3 separate regions of the Mus musculus genome follow, and regions 1 and 3 are each linked to region 2. The links are chromatin contacts, called in public Hi-C maps. All regions are on one chromosome and are shown on one strand. Each heading gives the region's core, a stretch centred on a gene start, on an enhancer-like site or on the middle of the called end of the contact. The rest is flanking DNA. Distances are from core to core; before and after follow the strand shown.

Region 1 (2,700 bases), core at 78-2,577, 390 kb after region 2:
CAGACCTTCTTACAGTGAGCCCTCCAAAAAATATTGATAGCCTGGAGGAGGGTGAAGGTCATAAGTGATTGACCCTAGGTGCATTTTGACGGGATAGCTGGCAGGACTTCCTAACAGAACAGGCATGTGGAGGGAGTTCCAGGACAGCCCCCAGAGCATCTCAGTGAGACCCTACCTCAAACAAACGGATGGAAAGCATGAAGTCCTGAGTTCAGATCCTTATCCCACATAAGAGCTTTACAACCAGGAGAATCCACCAGAGACAGCACCTGTCAGGGGGAATTTAAATTTAATAAGCTAACCAAATTTGGATGAGACTCAGAAGTGGAAGTATTTATTCAAACAGTTCCCCAGATTTTCAGCTTGTCACATTAACAGAAATTTACACATACAAATTCTGTAAAACTATTAGTTTTTAGATGCTCAGCTCCTGTTTTATTTCACAAAAGACCCAATTGTTTGGCAACATTGTAGACTAATTTTTTTTGTAGACTAATTGTTTTGTTCAGTGATTTTCATCAAGGAAATAAGGTTTTCATTGTAGAGCTGTACTTGACTGGCACAGCCTGTGCCTGGCCCGGAGGCATTCTCAGACCCTGTCTGACTTCTGCATCCTGAGTGACATCTGAGGTATCTTTCCGCTGCCTCTCCTCTCCCTCTTCACACAGGTTGTTCCAGTTGACTGTTTTAGAAAATGGTGCAGCCAGGCTGAGCCGTGGTGATGCACACCTTTAATCCCAGCACACGAGAGGTAGAGGCAGGTGGATCTCTGATTTCGAGGCCAGCCTGGTCTGCAGAGCAAGCTCCAAGACAGCCAGGGCTACACAGAGAAACTCAGTCTGGGGTCAGGGTGGGGGTGGGGTGGGGCAAATGGAGCAGTTTAACTAGTGGTATAAAAATGTGGGCTGCCCTCGAGTCCTTCTTCCTGATTCTGGAAGAACTGAAGACAGAGTTGAAAGGGACACAGTGCAGCCACAAATAAATCTGTCCCTTATCATTTTAAAATAAAGTTTTGCTGTAGATGCATCCTCCTGGTTAGTTGGAAAGTTGTTCAAAAATTCCTTACTAAAATAAAATCTTAAGTGAGGACAGGAAAACTAAAAATAACGGCCTTGCCCTGCCCCTGTTCCCAAGGGTTCCTTCAGTCCATCTGCTTAGCCTTTAGTGTTTCAGACTTGGGCATGGGGGCCATCTGAAGGTCACTCTTCTCCCAGTCAGATACAAACACAAGAAAATGGCTCAGTTGCTCCTCTACCCTGCCCCCAGCTCAAGCAGTGCCAAAGCCACAGTTTCTTGTACTCATGTGTGACGTGAGTTTCTATTTTTAAGCACAGGCAGAATATATCATTAGTCATTTACAGAAGGAACCCATTAACATCTAAAAGGATGGAGCCACAGAGTTCCTTCAGGCTGCCAAGTGTTGGTGGAAGCCATTCTCAGCCCACGGGGCAGTGCACTTTGGCTGTGGACACATGTGCTAGGAAATAAAAGTTGTGTGTGTGTGTGTGAGTGTGTGAGTGTGTGTGTGTGTGTGTGTGTGTGTGTGTAACTTAGCAGGACAGTGCTCAGGTCATGTATGCCCAGTTAGGAAGATGTAGGTTTTTTTTTTTTTGTTTGTTTGTTTGGTTTGGTTTGGTTTGGTTTGGTTTTGAACCTAGAAGAGGAAGGGAAATGGAAATTACAGTGAATTCTCTGTGTAATCATCTGCTCATTCTTTATTTTTAAGGGGGGACACTTTACTTTAGGACTTCCTTTAGTAGCAGATGGCTTAAGAGCTAAGGATTTATGACAGAGTTGTATGTATTTATCATGCAAGAAACATTTTCTCTATTAAAAGCTACCCAAAAAGAATTTAACCTAGAACAAAGACCTGGTAAATTTTTAACTTGCTTTTATGCTTTCTTTTTCAATTATTTTCATGTTTATGTATGTGTCAAGGTCACAGGATGATGTCTACTGTCCCTATGGGCCTCACTCTGCCTTATATAGTGAAGCAGGCTCTCTCACATGTGCCCAGAGCACACAGGCTCATCTGGTCTAGCTCACTAGATTGCCTGGCAAATCCCAGTTCTACCTCAAAAATGCTGGAAGTCCAGGTAGCCACCATGCTAGGCTTTTATGGCTTTTATGATTCTGGGGACCCAAGCTCTGCTCCTTGTACTTGCTGATCAAACACTGTTCCCACAGACTTGTCTCCTCTGCCCTTGTTTTTATAATTGTAGAAGGAAAAGCTTCTTGCTCTCACCACCATTTTAGAAATATTCAAATACCAGTAAACAAGACTTCTTGGGCTAGATGTTATTCTAAAGAGTATGTCTACTGTAGGTTCTTAATAGAGAGTCAGAAAACGATGCAACTTTAGGTGTGTCAAGGTCTCATCTTAAATAGAATAAAACAGAGTTTGTTCTGTAGCCATTAGAAGTGATCATGGCCCCAGGGAACACGGGTTTAGGTTTCCCCAAATTCCATGTCCAACGTGGAAGCGGGTTCGTGAAGTTTTTAGAGTTTTACAGAGCAAAGAAAGTCATGAATCAGATCAAGTTTAAAAACCAGCTTCTTTGAAATCTTTGAAGATATTTAATCTTTTCTAGCTTTCTCTATTTTAAATCCCTATTGCATATATTCCAGTTCATAAGTCCAATGCTTAGGTTTATTTCCTTTCTTGAAAAAAAATTCCTGAGAGATTGTTACTGCACTGTG
Region 2 (2,906 bases), core at 404-2,903:
ACCCTACAAAACTTTGTAGAGAAGAGCTTTGAAAGCTTTTATTTTAATGGAACAGAAAAGTCTTAGCTACAATTTATAACATCACAAATGTGTTAAAATACACAAACGAAAACAATTATTTCTTTCTTGGTATCATAAAAGCTTGGTCTATATCAAATTCCACCAGTGAGCTGTAAGCAGGTCTCCTGCGGTGAACTGTGCTATCAAATCTGCAGCTAAGAAAAATCTCAACAGCACACTTTTTTTTTCTCTTAACAAAATCAATAATCTGTTGCTAACATATTCTGGGAAGAGCCACATGATATTTTTTTTTAAAAAAGTAAAAGAACCAAAATTTTAACGTTAGAGCTCTGTAGTCCCGGAGCCAAATATAACGAGTGATTAGGCTGAACTTCACGAGTTGTAAGATGTCTGGGAAAATGGGAAGTATAAAATAATTCTACTGCTTTCTTACAAAACATGATTGCTAACAGTGCTGTTTCTTTCCTTCCCAGCCCTGTGTTACAGGCTGATTCCCTTCAACCAGTCACCGAGTCAAAGGCAGGCATGCAAGGTGTCCTGAGACTAACAACACAGCAAAGCATCCACACACAAAACTTAAAGGTAGGTCTCTCATTGCTTAGTCCAACCAAAAATTGCGCTGTCTTTTATGTTCTTTTATACTGTGCATGTTTTAGCAGCATGCCTATCTGTGTACCACGTGCATACAGTGCCCTGAGAGGCCAGAAGAGGGCATCAGATCCCCTGGATCTGGAGTTAAAGAAGCCATGTGGGTGCTGGGAATTGAACCCAGGTCCTCCGGAAGAGGAGTAAGTACTCTCCTCTGCTAAGCCATCTCTCCAGCCTTAGCTGAACCATCCAGTACTAGAGGCTGTTACACAGGCAGCAAACAAGAATAGTGCTTTAACTTGGGGGGGGGGGGCAGCACAGCCAGCCAGCCAGCCAGTGTGTGTGTGTGTGTGTGTGTGTGTGTGTGTGTGTGTGTGTGTGTACATACGAGCGTGCCTGCATTTTATTTTAGGGCAAGGGTCTCTCACTGATCTTGGAACTTCTCATTTCATCTCTGCCAAATAACCAGCAAACCTCCCAGAATCTGCCTGTCTCCATCCCCCAACACTGGCGGGGAACAGCTATTCCTCATTTTGGCTTTTTGTCCCACCTGTGGGTGCTGGAGAATCCAAGCTCAGCACAGCTAGCACTTTGCCCACTCAGGCATCTCCCTGGTCCCGGTCAAGGAACATTTTGTAATTTATTTTAAGTCCCTGTCTTGATGCCTTGATTGGTTTTGTTTTGTTTTGTTTTTTAATTATACACTAACTTTTGAGAACTTTATTTACAAAGGGCTTTTGGCATGATATGAACACTGACCTGGAATTCCCCGCCCGACACGCTCAGAGGGTTGCCAGTGACCGTGCACAGTGGAGCTGCATTTCAAGTGGCCTCTTTGGGCGGAAAAACTATTAGTGTATGAGAATTAGGATTGTATAAAATTGCTCAAGAGATTTAGTTCCTTCAAAAAAAATAGGAAGTTTTGGTTCAAAGCACAGAAATCAAGGGTGGAATGAGGTAATGGTGGCGGAGTGGAGGTGAGGACTGTGTGAAATGAAGAGAGGCCAAAAATAGGAAAGAGTAGGAGGAAGCGGCTGAAACAGGTAGCAGCCAGTGCTCGCCATGGTAACCATGATCAACAGATGAGCATCCGTCACAGCATGAGGCTTAAAAGAGTCCCCATCTGCGCTAGACTCAGATTTCAATTTGTGGTTACAGCTAACAGTAGACATTAATAAATAACATTTAAGTAGGCTAAACATGCTGGTAGCAGCAATACTGACTAGGGGACATATCTGTTATGAGCTAGAGGTCCCCTTTCAAAGGGAAGATCTGCAAATTAAGAGAATGAAGGTGTTTTCTTTATAGGTTAATCATGGAACACAGTGACACTGGCGAAGCTGAACCTGGGATTTATAGCACTTTTACACACACAGCTCCTATTCATTGATGTCCTTGGCCCCAGGAGACATGCTTTGGTGATGAAGTAAATATTTTAGTTACTGAGTTCTTTCCCTTTAGATCAGTGAGGAGCTATGAAGCAGCGGGGCTACCACAAGTCTGCCAGCTCAAAATTCATACTCCAAGGGTTTTGCCAAGTCAGAGGGATTAGTACACTGTCAAACACTACTAGCCAATTTATACTCACGCATAACAAATGTCACCAACTTGACCTAAACCAGAAAAAAGTACAAAAGAGACAGTAAGATTGAAGCTCACTCTAACTCTCCTCCTTTGGTCAGCATAACAACCGTGAAGGAGGAGTCTCATGGTCTTGGTTTCAAAGGCTTTTGCAGGCGTTAAACAGTTCGCCTTCTATTATACAATTTCTATCCATAAGAGGTGAAAGTGAGACCAAGGGTAAGCCAATGGTAGAACACTTGATCGGCATGCACATGGCCCTGGCAACAACCTGCAACACCTTTCCTACAAGACTTTGACCAGAGGCAGAAAGTCTATCTGTCCTAACACACCACACACACACACACACACACACACACCCATACAGCTCCAGTTCCCATGCATCATAACTCTCCAGCTCAATGACAAAGGCTCAGGCAGGCTATGCCCATTTCAAGAGTGGTGTCTACTTGAAAATATTTCATTCTACTTAACAAAAATAAAACTCTGCACTGATTAAAAACAGATCTTCTGCTTTTACAGATGCCCTGACCAGTGATCAGCTGAAACACCGGCAGGAAGCCAGACACGGAGGCGCACATGTTAATTCCAGCAGATTGGGAGGGCAGCTCCAAGTCTGAGGTGAGCCCCCACCCACGTAGTGACACTGTGTTTCAAAAGATCAAACAAATAAACAGAATAACTACATAGTGAAATGCCAATCTGTTTTATTAATC
Region 3 (2,941 bases), core at 355-2,854, 420 kb after region 2:
AGCAACAGCTAATCCAAGAGGAAGTGAGAGAGTGAAGAAGGAGCGGGAGAGGAGGGAGGCAAGGAGCATGGAGAGGCAGGGGCGGACTACCAAGTGTGGACACAGGCTGCCGACATGATGAACGGTCCTGCTGGAGGGGCTCTGGATTCCTAGCGCTAATCCATCACGTGGAGGTGAGAAGCAAGGACTGGTCAGCAGAATATTGGTTATGAGAATAGAGAAACTGCGGTACAGAACAGTATAGTATAACATAGCAACACAGTTAAAAACGAGAGATGCTGTGAGAATGTGAAGAAAGGGCTGACAAGATGGCTCACCCAGTAAAGAAGGCACTTCCACACACACGCATACACACATACACTCACACACACACACACACACACCACACTCATACACACATACATATACACATGCACACACATACACACACATGCACACTCACACACACACACAGTTTCTAAGCAGCTCCTCTTGAGAATGAACTACTGAGGTAAGAGTTTAGCAAGACTAGTGTGTCATGTATGGTGAACACTGCAAAGCACTAATGAAGGAGATGGAAACCAAGTACAGAAAGAGGCAGACCAAGCTCATCGGACAGATTTGATATGACAAAGACTCTCATCTCAAGGCTGACCTATAGATTTAATGCAGCTCTAAGCAGTTTTCCAGCAGGACTTTTTTCTAGCAGCTGAGTACAAGCCAATTCTAAAATGTTTATGTTAAGGCAAGGAATTAACATAGCCCAAATAATCATTTTCAAGATGAATCAGGCTGGGAAATCCTGTTACCCAGCTTTAGGGTTCACTGCGGTGTTGGCAAAAGGATGAAAGAACAAATCGATGAGACAGAATAGAAAGTCCAGAAATAGACAGGAGACATAGCACCAATTAGTAGCCGGCTGCCAAAGAAAGCACTCTAACGGAGGAAAGAGGATCACCAAGAGTGAGGAACAACTGGACAGCCCTATGCAGACGACAACAACAACTGTTCTCAAAGAGTAAGGGGCTAGAGAGATGTCTCAGCAGTTAGCGCGTGTGCTGCTCTTGCGGAAGACTGGAGTTCAGTTGCAGCAGCCACATCAAGCAGGTCACAAATGCCTATGAATCCAGCTCTAGGGGACCTGACACTATCTCTGGCCTCTGCAGGCCCTGTAACTCACACACTCAGATACACACATAATTCATAATTTAAAATGAGTAATAAAATAAGATCTTTGGGGCTGGAGAGATGGCTGTGTGACTAAGAGCACTTACTACTCTTACAGAGGATTGTGGTTTGGGTCTCCGTACCCATGTGATGAGTCACAACAACGCATAGTTCCAGTGCCAGGAAGGTCACTTCTGGTCTCTGCAGGCAACAGGCACGTATGTGCTACACATTCAAGCAAACACTCATATACATAAAATAAAAAAGTAAAAAATTCTGAAACACATTTTAAAATATGGAAATAAAATTAATTAATAACTTCTGCAGAGTGCCCTAGCATTCATTATTATTTGAAGAATGTGAAGCTAACTAAGAATTATCCTAATACTGGGCTGCCAGCAAGGCACAGTGGGTAAAGTCCCTTCCTGCCACGCCTGACCACCTGAGTGCCGTCCCTGTTCCTACATGTTTGAAGGAAAGAACCAACTCCCACTAATTAATCTCGGACAGCCACACAAGGATGCTCACTGTGGTCTGTGTGAGCACGCGCGCGTGCGCGCGCGCGCGCACACACACACACACACACACACACACACGCCCATAGTTTAAAAGAATATTCTAATACTCTTACATTTTAAAAAGCAATTTTGTTAAGGAGGTTTACTACAGCTTTGGGGTTTTGGTTTGTTTGTTTTGTTTTTGTTTTTTGTTTTTTGTTTTTTTAAATGTATATGAGCATACTGTTGCTGTCTTCAGACACCAGACGAGGGCACTGGATCCCATTACAGATGGCTGTGAGCCACTATGTAGTTGCTGAGAATTGAACTCAGGACCTCTAGAACAGTCAGTGTCCTTAACCACTGAGCCATCTCTCCAGCCCCAACAACTTCATCTTTCCGTATCAGTTTGGGAGTAAGAAATCCAAGTGTTTCATTCACAGACGTGAGAAGTTGAGGCTCAGCAAGATTAAGGAACTAGCCTAAGGTGATATGGCTTGGTTTTCTTTGAATTCTTTTTTTGTTTGTTTGTTTGTTTGTTTGTTTTTGTTTTTCGAGACAGGGTTTCTCTGTGTAGCCCTGGCTGTCCTGGAACTCACTCTGTAGACCAGGCTGGCCTCGAACTCAGAAATCCGCCTGCCTCTGCCTCCCAAGCGCTGGGATTAAAGGCGTGTGCCACCACCACCCAGCTTCTTTGAATTCTTAATCCACCCAGCTGCATGGTCCATGAACATTAACAGTGCTCAGTGTTCAGTCAACTATCCTAGAGGTCCATACTGCCACCCCAAAACTACTAAAACCCAAAAGTGCCAGCCGATTTCGAAACCTGGCACCGGTCTCTGTTTGAGCCTGTTAGGCCACAGGAGTGAATGTTTCTAAGGAGCCAAGTGACTACCCAGCCATCCTCGGCATCGTCAGCAAGGATGCTGTGGGATGCTCCTCGGTGTTGGCAACAGCAAACAGGAGTCTCACGAGCTTTCCAGTGTTCCTTAACTTCTGAATGGCCTTTCCCTTAGTGAATACGATGCTGCAGCATGGCCACATTGTGCATGAGCAGAGCAGTAAGTCTGCAGCAGGCTTTCAGAAGAGCAGGCGGCCTGTTGACAGGAGAGGCTAGCAGGAAATACCAGTGCCACAGGGGTGATGTGGTTGGGTACCAAGTGTCACCTCTAGACCACTCTAAAAAGTCAAGTGCTTGCCGGGAATGAATGATTGACTGACAGGAGGGCCCTCCTCATTGCAATAAACAGCACATTTTTCCCCCTTGAAGATGTACTTGAATCGCATTGGAATGAGTG

Evidence for each region. A called contact is a pair of places that touch in the nucleus more often than the background predicts.
Region 1: a Hi-C map of bone marrow-derived macrophages shows a contact between it and region 2, with 21 read pairs. The contact joins two enhancer-like sites. A contact is called at or near these places in 1 of 15 datasets of contacts at CTCF or cohesin (the NIH/3T3 cell line), 2 of 484 Hi-C or Micro-C datasets (the P5424 cell line and bone marrow-derived macrophages), 1 of 115 datasets of contacts at active chromatin or transcription factors (embryonic basal ganglia) and 1 of 9 other capture datasets (embryonic stem cells).
Region 3: a Hi-C map of bone marrow-derived macrophages shows a contact between it and region 2, with 15 read pairs. The contact joins two enhancer-like sites. A contact is called at or near these places in 1 of 15 datasets of contacts at CTCF or cohesin (large pre-B cells), 1 of 484 Hi-C or Micro-C datasets (bone marrow-derived macrophages), 9 of 115 datasets of contacts at active chromatin or transcription factors (embryonic forebrain, embryonic stem cells, epiblast stem cells and 1 more) and 1 of 9 other capture datasets (embryonic stem cells).

The regions. Positions count from the first base shown.
Region 1 is chr14:79,088,339-79,091,038 of GRCm38.p6, forward strand. All of the region lies in intron 29 of Vwa8 (von Willebrand factor A domain containing 8), which reads left to right. Among named protein-coding and RNA genes, the nearest start is that of Gm30970, 46 kb to the right of the region's middle. Within about 2 kb of position 1,328, at least 119 of the 459 cell types and tissues checked have an H3K27ac peak or open chromatin away from gene starts, as enhancers often do. A contact at or near this core is called in bone marrow-derived macrophages, where this site is marked.
Region 2 is chr14:78,697,733-78,700,638 of GRCm38.p6, forward strand. All of the region lies in intron 2 of Dgkh (diacylglycerol kinase, eta), which reads right to left. Among named protein-coding and RNA genes, the nearest start is that of Dgkh, 34 kb to the right of the region's middle. Within about 2 kb of position 1,654, at least 45 of the 459 cell types and tissues checked have an H3K27ac peak or open chromatin away from gene starts, as enhancers often do. A contact at or near this core is called in bone marrow-derived macrophages, where this site is marked.
Region 3 is chr14:79,113,892-79,116,832 of GRCm38.p6, forward strand. The region is part of intron 37 of Vwa8 (von Willebrand factor A domain containing 8); the gene reads left to right. The region is part of intron 1 of Gm30970 (a long non-coding RNA gene); the gene reads right to left. Among named protein-coding and RNA genes, the nearest start is that of Gm30970, 20 kb to the right of the region's middle. Within about 2 kb of position 1,605, at least 53 of the 459 cell types and tissues checked have an H3K27ac peak or open chromatin away from gene starts, as enhancers often do. A contact at or near this core is called in bone marrow-derived macrophages, where this site is marked.